2 separate regions of the Sus scrofa genome follow, and region 1 is linked to region 2. Evidence: chromatin contacts called from public Hi-C data. All regions are on one chromosome and are shown on one strand. Each heading gives the region's core, a stretch centred on a gene start, on an enhancer-like site or on the middle of the called end of the contact. The rest is flanking DNA. Distances are from core to core; before and after follow the strand shown.

Region 1 (6,762 bases), core at 3,519-6,018, 110 kb before region 2:
GGCATCGTAGATGAAGATGAGGCTGATGAGGGCACAGAAGCCTTCCTCGGTGAAGCGGGTGAAGTAGCGCACCAGCACGCTGGCCTCCGTGGCCACCAGCACCAGGCAAAAGGTGGCCACCCAGAGGCCCACCCACAGGCGGAAGGGCAGGTAGTCCAGGCCGTGATCTCTAGGGGTCGAGAGACAGGCAGGGCTGGGCAGGGCCCTTCTGCTCCCAGCCTAATCTGGGTCAGCTGCCCCTGGAGCCAGGCCGTTCCCATCCTCCCCTATTGAGGCCGCCAGGACCAGGCCGAGGGTGAGTGGTGAGGGCGAGGGGAGGTGGGTGAGTCCTCCCACCTGCTGAAGGAGAAGAGCAGGCGTTCAAAGACCAGCACTGGCCCAGTGCTGCTGAGGATGGTGAGGGGCTGGCCCGCCATCAGGCAGAAGGCAGCTCCAGCCACTGCTGTGCCCAGGAAGCTCTCCAGCACCCCCTAGAAGCCGTTAGAGGACACTGTCAGCGCAGGACCCTGGAGTCCTCCCCCCAAGCTTGGGGGGAGCCTTCTCAGCCCACCCATCGTCCCCGAGAAGGGCAGAGGGCCTGGCTCGTGGAGAACCAAAGCTCTGCCCGCTCCCCCCGCCCCGCCGACCTGAGCACCGTCGGTGGCTTCTCCCAGCAGTCCCCCAAAGTGATGGCGTTCGTGACGGTGGCCAGGTAAATGTAGAGCACGGCCGAGAGGCACTGGGGGTGCAGGGCGTCCGAGAAGTCGCTGGGGTACCACGAGGCCTTCCGGCGCACGTCCTGGACAAGGCCCCCAAACAGCCTCCCGCCCGGGGGTCATCAGCGATCCGGGTTCCCGCAGCCCACTCCCCTCTCCCTTTCCCTGCGGCCGGGGGAGCCTCCCGCCCCGCACGCTGAGCGCACACCTCCGCCTCCTCCCGGCGCCTCGACCGGCCCCTGGTTCGCACCCCAGCTCGCCTCACCTGCCCGTCCGCCGCAACTCAGGGCCGGGCGCGTGCGGCCCGCAGCCGTGCGGGTCTTCGGCCGGGGCCCTTCGCCGGGCAGAGGGGCGCGTGGCCTCCTGCAGTTGCGCGGGGAGCCTGAGCACAGGGGAAGCCAAGTCGGCGGAGCATCTCCGAGCAGCCGGCGACGCGGCGACTGGGCGCGGGAGCTGGGGGCGCGCTGCCCCCTGGCGGCGGCCCGTGTCTCTGCTGGCGGGACGCGGCCCCGCGCGCGGAGCCCGGGGCCCCACCTCAACAAGGACCAGGGCATGGTGTGTGTGACCGTCTAGCAGACGTGCGAGCCAGGCTCCAGCAAGGGAAGGCCCTCGCGCAAGGTCTCACAGCGACTGTGAGCCCAGTTGGGTCGGCCTGACCCCAATCAGAGCACAGGCTCCTGTCCCTTTCCTGGCAACCGCCTCCCCTCCCCGCCTCAACGCCCCCAACAGTGGACCCAAGGCCAGTGCGGAAGGGTCTCTATGGGACCATGACCCCCAGATACCTTTTGTGCTGAGAGGGCAGACATTTAGGCGGGGGAATCCGAACTGTTGGATCCCACCGACCTGGAGGGAGCACTGTCACCTCCTCTAGGAAGGCATCCAGGGCTGCCAGGAGGTCTTGAAGGTTGCTGGCCCGACGAGCTGACCCCTGGAATTGCTGGGGACAGGGCGCAGAGGGGCGCTAAATACGAAGCTTCACCCTTACAGGCACTTGCAGTTTCAAAACGAGACACACGTCACACAGGCAGGCGGGTCCCTCAAGCATTCGTGTCGCACGCGGGCATCGAGCAGCGTGGGTGCCTACTGCGCCCCGGCGCTGCGCTGGCGGAGGGGGTGCGGCGCTAGCCAAGGGCCGGTGATCTCGGCCTCGTTGCCGCACTCGGTCACACGTATCGAGTCCGCGCACGCACTCACTGCCACAAGCCTGGGTGCGCACGCGTGCACGCCGACACCTGCCCAGCTCACCGGGTCGCTGAGGAGGACAGCCACCGCCCGGCCCATCTCGTGATAGCTCCTTCCCAGGGTCGGGGGACCGACAAGGAGGCAGAAAAACCTGAGGAAGGAACCAGGTTCCAGGGAGCGTCGGCGGCTGCTCCCTCTCGTAGGGCAGCGCTGGGCTCTGACTCCCTACCAGCCCCACGCACACACTCGCGCGGGTGCCTTCCTCACAGTCCTGACCGCTGCCCCTCCCTGAGCCCCCCAGCCCAAGGGAGCGGGGCCCAAAGACCCCCTAATACCCTCCCCAGTAAGGGCCTCCTCGGGGCTCCAGGATCCCTGAGCCCCACTCGGCAGCCTCACCTGCTGGGGAGAGGCACCTCAGTGAGGGGCCCCAGCACCACTGGATCCCGCAGTCGCACAAAGACCCCCAGGGGGTGCGCCAGGAAGCCCAGCTCTCCGGCCAGCACAGCCCCCGCCTCAGTCCCCGGGGGGAGCTTCTGTCTCAGAGGGTTCTGTCGCTGGGGGTTAAAGAGACCCGGAGGAGGAGAGGTTTTTCGGGGAAGAGGTTGTCGGCAGGATCTGGACTGAGGAGGAGGCTGGCGGAGGGTGGGTCTCTGTGAACCCCTGGCTCCTCTCCCAGCCCTGCCCAAGGAAGGGCCACACACCTGCTCCTTCAGGGGCGCTTCCTCATCCCGCGAAGCCTCTCTTGGTTGGGCCGATCCTACAAAGCAGGATTCTGCGTGATTAAGAGCACAGACTCTGGGCGAGACCCCCCAGGGCTCCCTGCCCAGCTTTGCCAAGTTGTGAAAACTGGAGCCCACCTTCTCCCTCTGCTCCTCAGTTTTCTCAGCGCTAGAATGGGGATAATGTGGGTGTTGCCTCCCACCATGGCTGTGAAGATTAAACCACTGTGTAGTCTCCCCAGCATCTACCAAGAACCTCCCTTCGCAGAGCTCTGGCTGTTGGGATTCTGGCTCCTCCATTCTTCTGCCCTCCCTACTACGCCCGCTTCTCACCCCTGGGTTGAGGTCTGAGTAGAGGCCAGGCCACCCTTGGTCCGGGAAGTACAGGGGAGATCTGGGGCCCTCCCACCCCAGAGTTCTGGTCCTGGGCTCAGGGTGGGACGTCTCACCCCGGCAGGGGCTGGTGCCTGTGGTCTGGATGGGGTGCTGGGGTCTCTGCAGCAGCAAGGCCTTCAGCTGCCCTCTCAGCTCTGGGCTCAGCGACTCCACTCTGGTCACCTGCTCTGGAGAAAGAGGCTCCCATCCTTTTCCCAAGAACTCCCTGCCCCCAACCGCTCCCCTTCCCCTCTGCCCAGGTCCCTTTCCCTTCTGAGAGTCTCAGGGAATGAAGGGGCCAGTGAACCTGCTCTTTCCGCTCTGCGTTTGCATCTCTCCCCTGTGACAGGGATGGAATCCCCTGCGGCGGGGCGGGGTGGGCTTTGGAAAGTTCCAAGACTTTGGGGAGGAAAATCTTGGTGAAACGACATGGCTGCCCAGGCCCTCTCAGCAAAGGCACCCAGCGTACCCACAAGCTCCAGGAGGCTCTGAGCTGGACAGTCCAGCAGGACAAGTCCCTTGGCCAGCAGACTGCGGAGCTTCTGGAGGCTGGACAGCGCCACGGCGGGCACATGGGGGGCACTCCACCGGCCTGCACCCACTTCGAACTTCTCTTCAAACAGCACCCACCTGTGGTGAAGAGGGTACACCATGTTATTGCAGGCATCTGTCCAAGTCTAGGAGTGGGGACACAGGCTAGGAGTGGGGATGCAGGCGAGCCAGGGAAGGTGAGGCAGTCGGGGAGGGGATCCTGGGCCCAGCGGTACAAGAGCATGCTCCTTCCTGGGCAGTAGTCACCCCTCATCTTGCATCTCGGGGAACTCAAAACACAGAAAGGAACTGACTGGGAGTGAGACTACCCCCCCCCCACACACACACAGGAAGAGCTGGCGGTCATGGAGGAGGCCCCATTGGGGGCAGGGGAAAGACCCCCCCAAAACCGCCCTGGTCCCACTCACCTGCCCGTCTCTCTCCATTCCAGCGCCTGGGGCCAGCCCAGCAGCTCGTTGAGCTGAATGAAGAGCAGGAGGTCCTTGGGATCCCCCAGTTTCCCGCTGGCCGCGTCTAAGGGATCATCAGGTCTGGGCCCAGAGCCAGAGTCATTGTCCAGCTCTCCTGTGGGCACATTTTCACAAGCTCTGGAGACTTCAAACTCTTCCTGGCCTGACAGCTTCATCTCGGTGAGACTTGCACAGATGCTCAGGGGCTGCTGTTGTCCTCGGTTCTGGGGCCAGGGCCCTCTGGCTGGCTGTATTTATAAGGCACCCTCCCCCCCATGCAGCACGACACAGACAGAGCGAGGCCTGCTGACTCCGGAGCCAACAGGTCACCTCGTCCCCTGCTTGTTTTCCCCATTCCCTGCTGGCCTGAGTGTGTGAGGCTAATCTCAGCTTTCCAGGCTCTTCAAGAAATGCCTGACCTGGGGCAAAGCAATGTGCACGTTTCCTGTGGGATCACGTCTGACCCTACTGTGTTTTGTGTAAATGAACAGGAGTCCCTCGCTGGCTTGAGCTGAGGTCTGGCCCCCAGATCATACTACCCTCTACTCTGTGTCAAATACAAACACCGAATGCTGTGGACTGTTTCGGGTGTCACTAACACACCCAGAGGGCACCCACTGGCATAAACAGAGACCCAATAAATAACTGGGTCTATCCATGGATGTCAGGCAGCTTAAGGGAGACAGCAGGCAGACACCCTGCCCGCTTAATGGACTTACAATGGAAAGTGGAGGCCATTCACTGAGAATGCAGTGCCTGAGTCTTACATGCCTTTGACCGACAACACCTGGAAATTTCCTCATTTAGCTGTGGGCCTGGGATCTACCCGCTAACTCAGCCCCCCACCGCACATGGAGGAGCCAGCTAGGGGGTGTGTCTGGAGGCGTTCAGGGAGCCAGGTGAGCAAGAGAATGTGGTCTATTAGCAAGTCCTGTTGGCTCTACTTTCAAAACAGACCCAGCATCCAACCACAACTCCCCACCTCCACGTGGCCATCCTGTTCCCAGCCGCTCTCACGTCTCCCCTGGATTGGTTCGATAGCTCTAACCTGTTGCGTCATTTCCCTGCTTCCCCTCTTCCATTCTCCACACAGCAGCCATTGGGGTCCTTTCAGTTTATGATTTTTATTTTAAATTTTAGTATGTTTCCATTTCACTCCAACATAGGAGTCCTTTTGTTATTCCACCAGATGGAAGTTCCTGGGCCAGGAATTGAACCCATGCCACAACAGTGACCCAAGCCGCTGCAGTGACAATGCTGGATCCTTAACTGGCTGCACCTCAAGAGAATGCCAAAATAAACATTTTTAGAAGATAATCAAGCGATATTACTCTTCTGCTCAAAACCCACCCTGTGCATCCTCATTACTCCTGGAAGAATATCCGACCTCTGTCATGGCCTCTAAGATCTGACGTATAGCCTGGTCCCAGCCCGCCTCCCTGATAGACTCTCATACTATTCTGTGCTTCCTCGATCCTTTCCAGCAACTCTGAGCTCCCTCTGTTCCCCAAAGCCCCCCTCTGTTCCTGCAGTAACCCTTCTCTCAACAAGGAAAGCTTCCCCCCCAGATCTTCACCTAGGTCTCATCGCAGACATTCCCTACTCAGGAACATCTCCTTTTTTCATCCTGTCCTAAGTTTCTCCATCTTATTTTTGTTTTATTTTCTTCCTAGCAATTATCACTGGTAGTAACTGCCTTGTTTATTATTTATCATTTATTGCTTGCTCCTCCACACGTGCGTGCATGCACGTACGCGCGCGCGCACACACACACACCCAGAAGAATGCGCTGTCCACGGAGCAGGTATGTTATCTATCTTCTTCACCGTTGCCCCTAGAGCACCTAGTCACACTCAATAAATACTACTTCAATGAGCTCACAGAAGGGGAGGGGTTGAGAAATGAGCGGCGCTGCTCCCAGAGGCCACACGAGGGCGCTGCTCCCCGCGGACCGGATCGCTAGGGCCTCTCCCTTGGTCCAAGGGTCGGTCGGGTTTCCTTTCCCGGCGGACCCACCACGCGCAGAGGTGGCCTGGAGGGTTCCAGGAACTTCTGCCTTGCCCTCCCCCACGGCAGATTGGCTTGGTGCGATGAGCTATGGCGAGGAGCGCAACAGGGGTGGGGAGAGAAACCCATCAGGCTCATCTGAATGTGTGTCAAACCCCCCATGGGACACCTGTTACCCGTTCCTCCCCTCCCCACCAACCCTAGGTCTGGATTTAGGGCTAACCGCTCCAAGTCCAAGGAGGTCCCAGGACAGCAATTAGGGGAGCGAGTCACCGTATTACCAGTGGGGGACTGAGGGCTGAGTCTGAGTGGAGGGAGTTGGTTTCGTTCCCAGGATGAACAGAAACTGGCCTAGGGCTTGAGAGGGCGGGGAATCCCCTAGCCACCCCCTCCAAGAATGTGTCCCAACCTCAGGGGCAAGTGACTCAAGGGAGTCTGGAGGGGACAGGAGCTGGATTTAGCATGAATACCCCCTCACAAGCACGCCCTCCCTTTCCACCCCCGCCAAGTTCAGAGGGTCTGCCCTTGCCCTCTCTATGGCCCAGCTTCCCTGGCTCCCGATGCTGCCTGTGTTAGAGGGCCGCCATGCCTCTGCTCTCCCCCGGCCCCTCTTTCTGCTGGGTCTCAAGGGCCCTGAGCTGTACAGGTTGGTGGATGAGAGCCAGGGTCCGCCTGTGGGCACGAGCAGTCTCCCAGTGAGGGTGTGCGGGGTGGGCCGGCAGCCCTGGGAGACACCCAGGCTCAGGCGTTCAAAGACCTGGTACTCATCCTGGCTCAGTCACA
Region 2 (6,467 bases), core at 1,522-4,021:
GTAAGAGGACTATAGGAGTGTGGGATCTCGAAAGCTAAGAGAGGAAGTGTGTTGAATGCCATCGATGAGTAAGAATGCGCTGAGCAAGAAGAGAACAGCGTAACACCGCTTTGGGCAACAGAGATCATTGGTGACCGGGGCTGCAGTCATGCAGTCAGTTCAGGGGATTAGACGGGAAGCGTGATGGGAGAGGTTTGAGGAAGTGGAAGCAGCTACCCAACAATTGGTCCAAGAGATTTTTCAAGAAGGGGAGGAGAGAACGGGGGCAGTGACTATGGGGAATGTGGGGATGAGAAAGGGGTCAGGTTTTGGGTTTGTTTTCTGTGTTTTTTTAAAGTGACTCACCTTGCCAAGAAGGATTTTGCGGAGAAAGCAAAATTGAAGATTAAGAAGAAAGAAAACAAAATTTTGTGGGAACAAAATTTTTGAGGAGATGGAATCAATACCCAAATGGAGGGATTGTGTTTTGATAGGAGCTGACCCTCTATTTTAACAATAGGGAAAGAAACCTGTGTATGTACAGGTGTCAGTCAGGTAGCAGGTTTGATCATAGAAAGATGGAGCTCTCATCAGATTGCTTCTCGCTTCTCTGTGAGCTGGGAATGAGAGGGGAGGAGAGAGGGTAGGAGAGTTGAAGAGACAAGATAAAGCTTGAAAGAGTTATTTGGAGAGCAGACAAGTTACTATATTAAGGAAGTTTTAATAGAATTTCTGGATAGTGGTGAGTGCCTATTTGAGATTCATGGTCCCGCATGTAAAGTGAAACCATGCAGCGCAGTTAAGTGTTTTTCTCCAGCAGCATTCAGCTGTTTGGGTACTAACATATTTGGGAACAGTCATGGTCGATGGTTGGTTTAGCTTGGGTTGGCATTTTGCCAGGTAAGTCCCGCAGAGGGAGAGAGGAGCAAAGGGGGTTCACAAGCAGAATAAATACAAGTAGTGGACTGTGTGTGGGAGGGAGAAGCATGGAAGCAGAATGGATCATGAAAAACTTGAGTGACAAAGTTGAAGAAGTGCTGGAGGGAGAGTTACTAGATAGAAGTAAGCTAAAAAAGTAGGAAGTAGTGGTAGTGGAGCTGAAATCCTGGGGGAGCTGCTGTTACTGGTGGTGTCAGGATGTCTTGGTACGGCCGTGGTCTGGGTGGCTCAGGTGAAAATTGTGAGGGGAGAGGCGGTCACGGTATTGGATGGATCATCTTCAGTCTTGTTGAAGTCCCCTTGAGTGGGGCAGCAGTCGTGGAGAGAAAGACAGTGAGCCATCTGAATGAGGGTACTGATGGGTCGAGGCAGCAAGGAGGGGGGAAGAGGGTGGCACCCCATGATGCTACTGATTTCAAGAACCAGGGGTTTGGGAGGGAAAAAAGAGGAACCATCATTTGGCAGTAGGCTTGGATGAATGAATGGAAATTTATCCTTTGATGAGGCAGTTTTCATTGGAAGAGAAAACCTCTGCCGGTTAGATTCAGTGCTCCTTTTGAAGGCTCGCTCTTTTTTAAGAACAGAGGTTCGAAAACCATACCCTGCCGGCCAGGTCTGGCTCATTTGTTTTTGCGTTTTTACAACACAGTTATGCCCATTTGTTGACGTATTTTCTTTGTTGCTTCTGCACTGCAGTGGCAGAGTTGAATAGTTGTGATAGAAGCAACCCCACAAAACCTCGACTATTTACTGTCTGGCCCTGCATAGAAAAAGTTTGGTGACTTCCACTTCTGAACGAGGTTCTCAAAATTCACTGGACGTCAGCAGACTTGCCTGGAGGGCTTGTGAAAACACATTGCCAGGTGTCATCCCTAGAGTTTCTGATTTAGTGGGTCTGGCTTGGGGCCCAAGAATGTGCATTTCTAACAAGTTCCCCAGTGTTGCCGATGCTGCTGGTCTGGGGGCCACACTTTAAGAGAGCCATCGCTTTGGATATGGAAGGTCATAGTTGGGTTCCTTCTCCCTTGAATCTTCTCTGAGCCAAATGTCCCTACCTACGTCATGTGTTTATCACTTGACATGATTTATTGGCTTGCCTTATGCCTTTTAAGCTTGGTGCCCACAAATGTAATACCTCTTTGGAGGAGGCCTGATCTCCGTCTGCCATTTACATGGGAACATTGCCCCTTCTTGCTCTGAACTTAGGAACTTTCTTCCTCAGGTTGTCTGAGGACGGGCCTTTTTCTGGGACTTAAGGGAAACTGATGTGTTAGGGAGGCGATAGTAGGTAGAGATCGCATGAACTCTAGGGGCCTAAAAGGCTAAACATTGTCATTGGGAGGAAATGCTCGCGTAGCATAGAGGTTTGTCTTGGGTAGATTGAGCAGGGGATCAAAAGTGGGATTCGGGAGTCTGACCCCTACAGTGGCAGCGGCAGAGTCTCTTTAGCACATGAAAGAGCATCTGGGAGGAGCAACAAGGTCAGTGCTCAGGTGATCCAAGTCTTGTGTGCCTGTCTCTCGGGAGAGGGACCGCTGGAAGATGTCTCGAAAGCATTTGTTAAAAGACAGTAACCCCTGTTGAGATTTCTTTTTATTCTCCTGCTCCACGCGTAAAATTGCTTTCCCATTCTTTGAGTTTGTCTCCCAGCCACGTGCAGCTTAGCAGTTCCGTTGCAGCCCAGTTGTGTCCTTGACGGTGAAGTGGATGTGCCCAGATGAGTTCAACAGTGGACGAGCATCCTCCGCTCCCTTGTTTCTTTTGTACCAGTTCCGGTCCGGTTCGGCCTGTCTTTCCTGCCTGTGGTGAGCACTCCACACCCACTCAGGCCGTCACAGCACTTGCACTTTCGGGGCTCTGCCCAGCTGTCTCATTTCCCTTTCTAACTTCTCTCATTGGGCCCCCGCCTTGCCTTTGTTTTTCTCTTCCTCCTGCCGCCTTCGCATTTCACCCCACCTGCCAAGACGTGCCTGCTCAGCCTTCAGCGCCTTTGGCCACTAGCTGAGCTTGCTCCGTGTGGCCCGCTGGCCCCTCTGGCCGTCGTAGGGCTCTGCAGAACTGAGCGAGCAGGAGACCCAGGGAGGCCCTTGGGTTTGTAATTTGGGGTTGTCTAAATCCTCATTTTACAAGTGGGGGAATAAAAAGTGAGGGGGGAAACTTTTCTACACCCTAAGAAATGACAGACAAACCAAAACTACTTTAGAGAAAGAGAGAGAGGCAAAGTTCCTAAGAAAAGAAAAAAGTCTCTAGAGATGGTGTCACGAGATGAATTACCTCGGGAGTCTGTCTGATTGTGTCATGTCAGCAAAGTTCTGGACTTGGCCTCTTTCCTCTGTGAGAGGATGGGAATGAAACACCAGCTCCTCAGTCCGATGCCCGGAAAGAAGAACCTCAGGCTGATGCGCAGTAGCTCCAACCATGTCACCTCCCTGGTCGTGCCGAGCCCTACAGGAAACCTCAGAATTGGACGTCAGGACCAGGCCACACCAGAGAGTGGCTGCACCCAGAGCTCTGTGGTTGGAAGGCACTAGAGAACTTCCTAGGAACGGGATTGGAGGGAGGTCCCTTGGCGAGGCGGAAGGGCGCCTAGGCCTTCCTGGGGCTCCTGGTGGTGGTGGTGGGGGGGGGCGGTTAAGCGCCTCCCGGAGTTTCCTAGCAAACATCGCCCCCTTGTCGTGGCAGCAGCTCCGACGTGATGGCACCTGGAGCGGGACTTCCAACCCCAGGACACAGGAACTTGGGACGGTTTGTTCTATAGTGTCATGGGTTGACCGGGGACATCGTGAGGGCTTGACTCTTAGGGCCTGTTTGTGGGAGCAAGATTCGGATGCCCGTCGGGATCCGTGAGGGCCGAGCTTGAGTCTAGGGGCAGAGGTCAGAGGGCAGGGCCAGACCCCGAAAAGCACCCCGCGGGAGGAGCGTGGTCGGCCTCTGCCGTCGCGCCCTCTGGCGGGCGGTCCTCGTTCCGCAAGCGGAGAGGACGCGAGAAGGCGCGCGTGCGGGGCCATCAGGCAGGCGTCCTTTCCCCGCGGCGGGCACGTGTGGGCAGCACGTCCTGAGCTCCTGTCGTGAACCAGCCGTGCCTCCAGACACCGGGCCCGCGTCGAGGAGGAGAACACAGTCTTGCCCTCGGGGACCCTTTCTTCTCGCGAGGGCAGGCAGGCAGGCGACAGATGCGGCTTCAGGGGGCCTCGGGCGCTCTGGAGGAAAATCAGGGTGAGGAGGATAGAGCGTGGGCTGCCTGTGATCTAGAAGGCCTTTCCCACAAGGTGACCTTTGAGAAGGATCTGAAGGAGGCGAAGGAGCAAGTCACTCGGCTCTCTGGAGACGGGGGTTCCTACCCATAGACCCCAGGACAAAGGATAGGCAGGAGCGCGCCTGATGGGTTGGAGGCCAGTGTGCCCAGAGCTAAATGAGTGGGAGGGAGGGGAGGTCAGAGAGTTAGCGAAGAGCAAGACTATGTCGCTGGAGCTCCCGTCGTGGAGCAGTGGAAGTGAATCCAACTAGGAACCATGAGGTTGCGAGCTCGAACCCTGGCCTCGCTCAGTGGGTTTAGGGTCTGGCATTGCCATGAGCTGTGGTGTCGGTCTCAGACAAAGCTCAGATCTGGCGTGGCTGTGGTGTAGGCCGGGGGCTGCATCTCTGATGAGACCCCTAGCCTGGGAACCTCCATGTGCCACGGGTACACCCCTAAAACAAAAAAACCTATGCATAACTTTTTTTTGTTTTGTTTTTTTGTTTTTTGGTCTTTTTAGGGCCATACCTCTGGCACATGGAGGTTCCTAGGCTAGGGTCTCATCAGAGCTGCAGCTGCCACCCTACACCAGAGCCACAGCAATGCAGGATCTCTAACCACCCAGTGAGGCCAGGGATTGAACCCGTATCCTCATGGATACTAGTTGGGTTTGTTACCGCTGAACCACAACTCCAAAACTAGACAGAGCTTTTTGAAAAGGCTTTACCTTTTGTTTTGCAAGAGATAGGACGCCATTGGAGAGTTTTAAATGTTCAAAGATGACTCTGGCCACCGTGTGGCCAAGAAACTGAAGGGGGTCAAGGGTAGAAGAAAGCAGACCACTTAGGATGCTGTTCATTAAGGTCCGAGTCGGGGTCCGTTTTGAGATCGCACCAGCAGGATCCATTGCTTAGTTGGATGTCAGATGGGAAAGAAAGAAAATGCAGGATGATGGCAAAGCTTGTGTCTTGAGCAGCTGCAGGAACGGGGTGGTATTTACAGGAATGGGGAAGACCAGGGTCCATAGAGTTTCTGATATGACTAGTGGTTTTAAGAAGCTGTGGACATTCAAGGAAGAAAAAATTTAACTTAATCATTGGTTCCTTCACTTTCTCCATTCTCTCTGATGGTCTCACTTGTATTTGGGTCAATTCTACCACAGGCGTTTCTGGGAAAAGTACAATCCCAGCATAGGAACTTTCAGGGATTCTTAGCTAGGCCTCTGTGATTCAGTGTGGGCAGAAGCTATGGGTCTAGAAGAACTTGGGATAAATTTTGTCTCTGGGAGCATCCCTCATTTCAGGTGCTGTGTTGGTGGACTAGGGCTGCATAACAGATTACCAGATTACCACAAACTGGGCAATTGAAAACAACAGAAATTTATTTTTTCTTTTCTTCTTCTTTTTTTTTTTTTCTTTGCTTTTTAGGGCTGCACCCGAGACATATGGAAGTTTCCAGGCTAGGGTCTAATCGGAGCTGTGGCTGCCGGCCTACATCACAGCCACAGCAACTTGGGATCTGAGCCGTGTCTGTGGCCTACACCACAGCTGACAGCAATGCTGGGTCCCCAACCCACTTTGCAAGGCCAGGGATCAAACCCACATCCTCATGGATACTAGTCGGATGCGTTTCCGCTGCACCACAAAGGGAATTTCAGAAATGTATTTTTTCACAGTTCCTGGGATTGAAAGTCCAAAATCAAGGTGTTGCAGGGCCATGGTCCCTCTGGAGGGTCCAGGGAAGAACCCTTCCTTCCTTCTTCCTAGCTTATGGTAATTGGGGGCCATCCTTGGCCTCTGTAATCTGGCAGGGGCACCCCTTCACTGTCTGCCTTCATCAGGGCATGGCATTCTCCCTATGTGTCTCTTTGTCTTTATGTGGCCTTCTTGGAAGGACACTGATCATTGGATTTAGGGTCTCTGCTAATCCAGTATGAGCTCCTCTTGGTTCCATCTGCAAAGACCCTGTTTCAAATCCGGTCGCCTTCACAGGTACTGGGGGTCAGGACTGCAGCCTATCTTTCTGTGTGAGATACATTTCAATCCACACCAGATGCTTTGGTCCCATTTTGATTATGAGGGCCTTCTGGGCTTCGGTACATTTGAGGATGAAACAGGAACTATTGAAATATAGCTAGAAGAGTTCCCATTGTGGCTCAGTGGGTTAAGAACCTGACATAGTGTCCATGAGGATGCGGGACACTGGACTTGCATCCCTGGACTCTATCATCGGGTTCAGGATCCGGTGTTGCCTCGAGCTGTGGTGAAGGTTGCAGACATGGCTTGGATCTGGAGTTGCTGTGACTATGGTGTAA

Evidence for each region. A called contact is a pair of places that touch in the nucleus more often than the background predicts.
Region 1: a contact with region 2 is called in a Hi-C map of omental adipose tissue, with 4 times the contacts expected there. The contact joins the promoter of SLC4A9 here to the enhancer-like site in region 2. A contact is called at or near these places in 2 of 5 promoter capture datasets (fetal liver and liver), 32 of 47 Hi-C or Micro-C datasets (adipocytes, adipose tissue, alveolar macrophages and 17 more) and 2 of 2 datasets of contacts at active chromatin or transcription factors (alveolar macrophages and skeletal muscle).

Annotation. Positions count from the first base shown.
Region 1 is chr2:142,126,508-142,133,269 of Sscrofa11.1, reverse strand. It overlaps SLC4A9 (anion exchange protein 4), which reads right to left and starts at 4,768. Exons shown (of 23, transcript XM_021084880.1): 1 at 3,931-4,768; 2 at 3,441-3,601; 3 at 3,046-3,159; 4 at 2,579-2,634; 5 at 2,274-2,431; 6 at 1,941-2,028; 7 at 1,478-1,632; 8 at 961-1,077; 9 at 670-800; 10 at 627-667; 11 at 337-470; 12 at 1-169. The coding sequence starts at 4,148. LOC110259509 (a long non-coding RNA gene) reads left to right here. Exons shown (of 6, transcript XR_002341945.1): 4 at 3,954-4,152.
Region 2 is chr2:142,014,120-142,020,586 of Sscrofa11.1, reverse strand. The region is part of intron 3 of PFDN1 (prefoldin subunit 1); the gene reads left to right. Among named protein-coding and RNA genes, the nearest start is that of PFDN1, 61 kb to the left of the region's middle. Within about 2 kb of position 2,771, at least 12 of the 83 cell types and tissues checked have an H3K27ac peak or open chromatin away from gene starts, as enhancers often do. A contact at or near this core is called in alveolar macrophages, omental adipose tissue, retroperitoneal adipose tissue and 1 more, where this site is marked.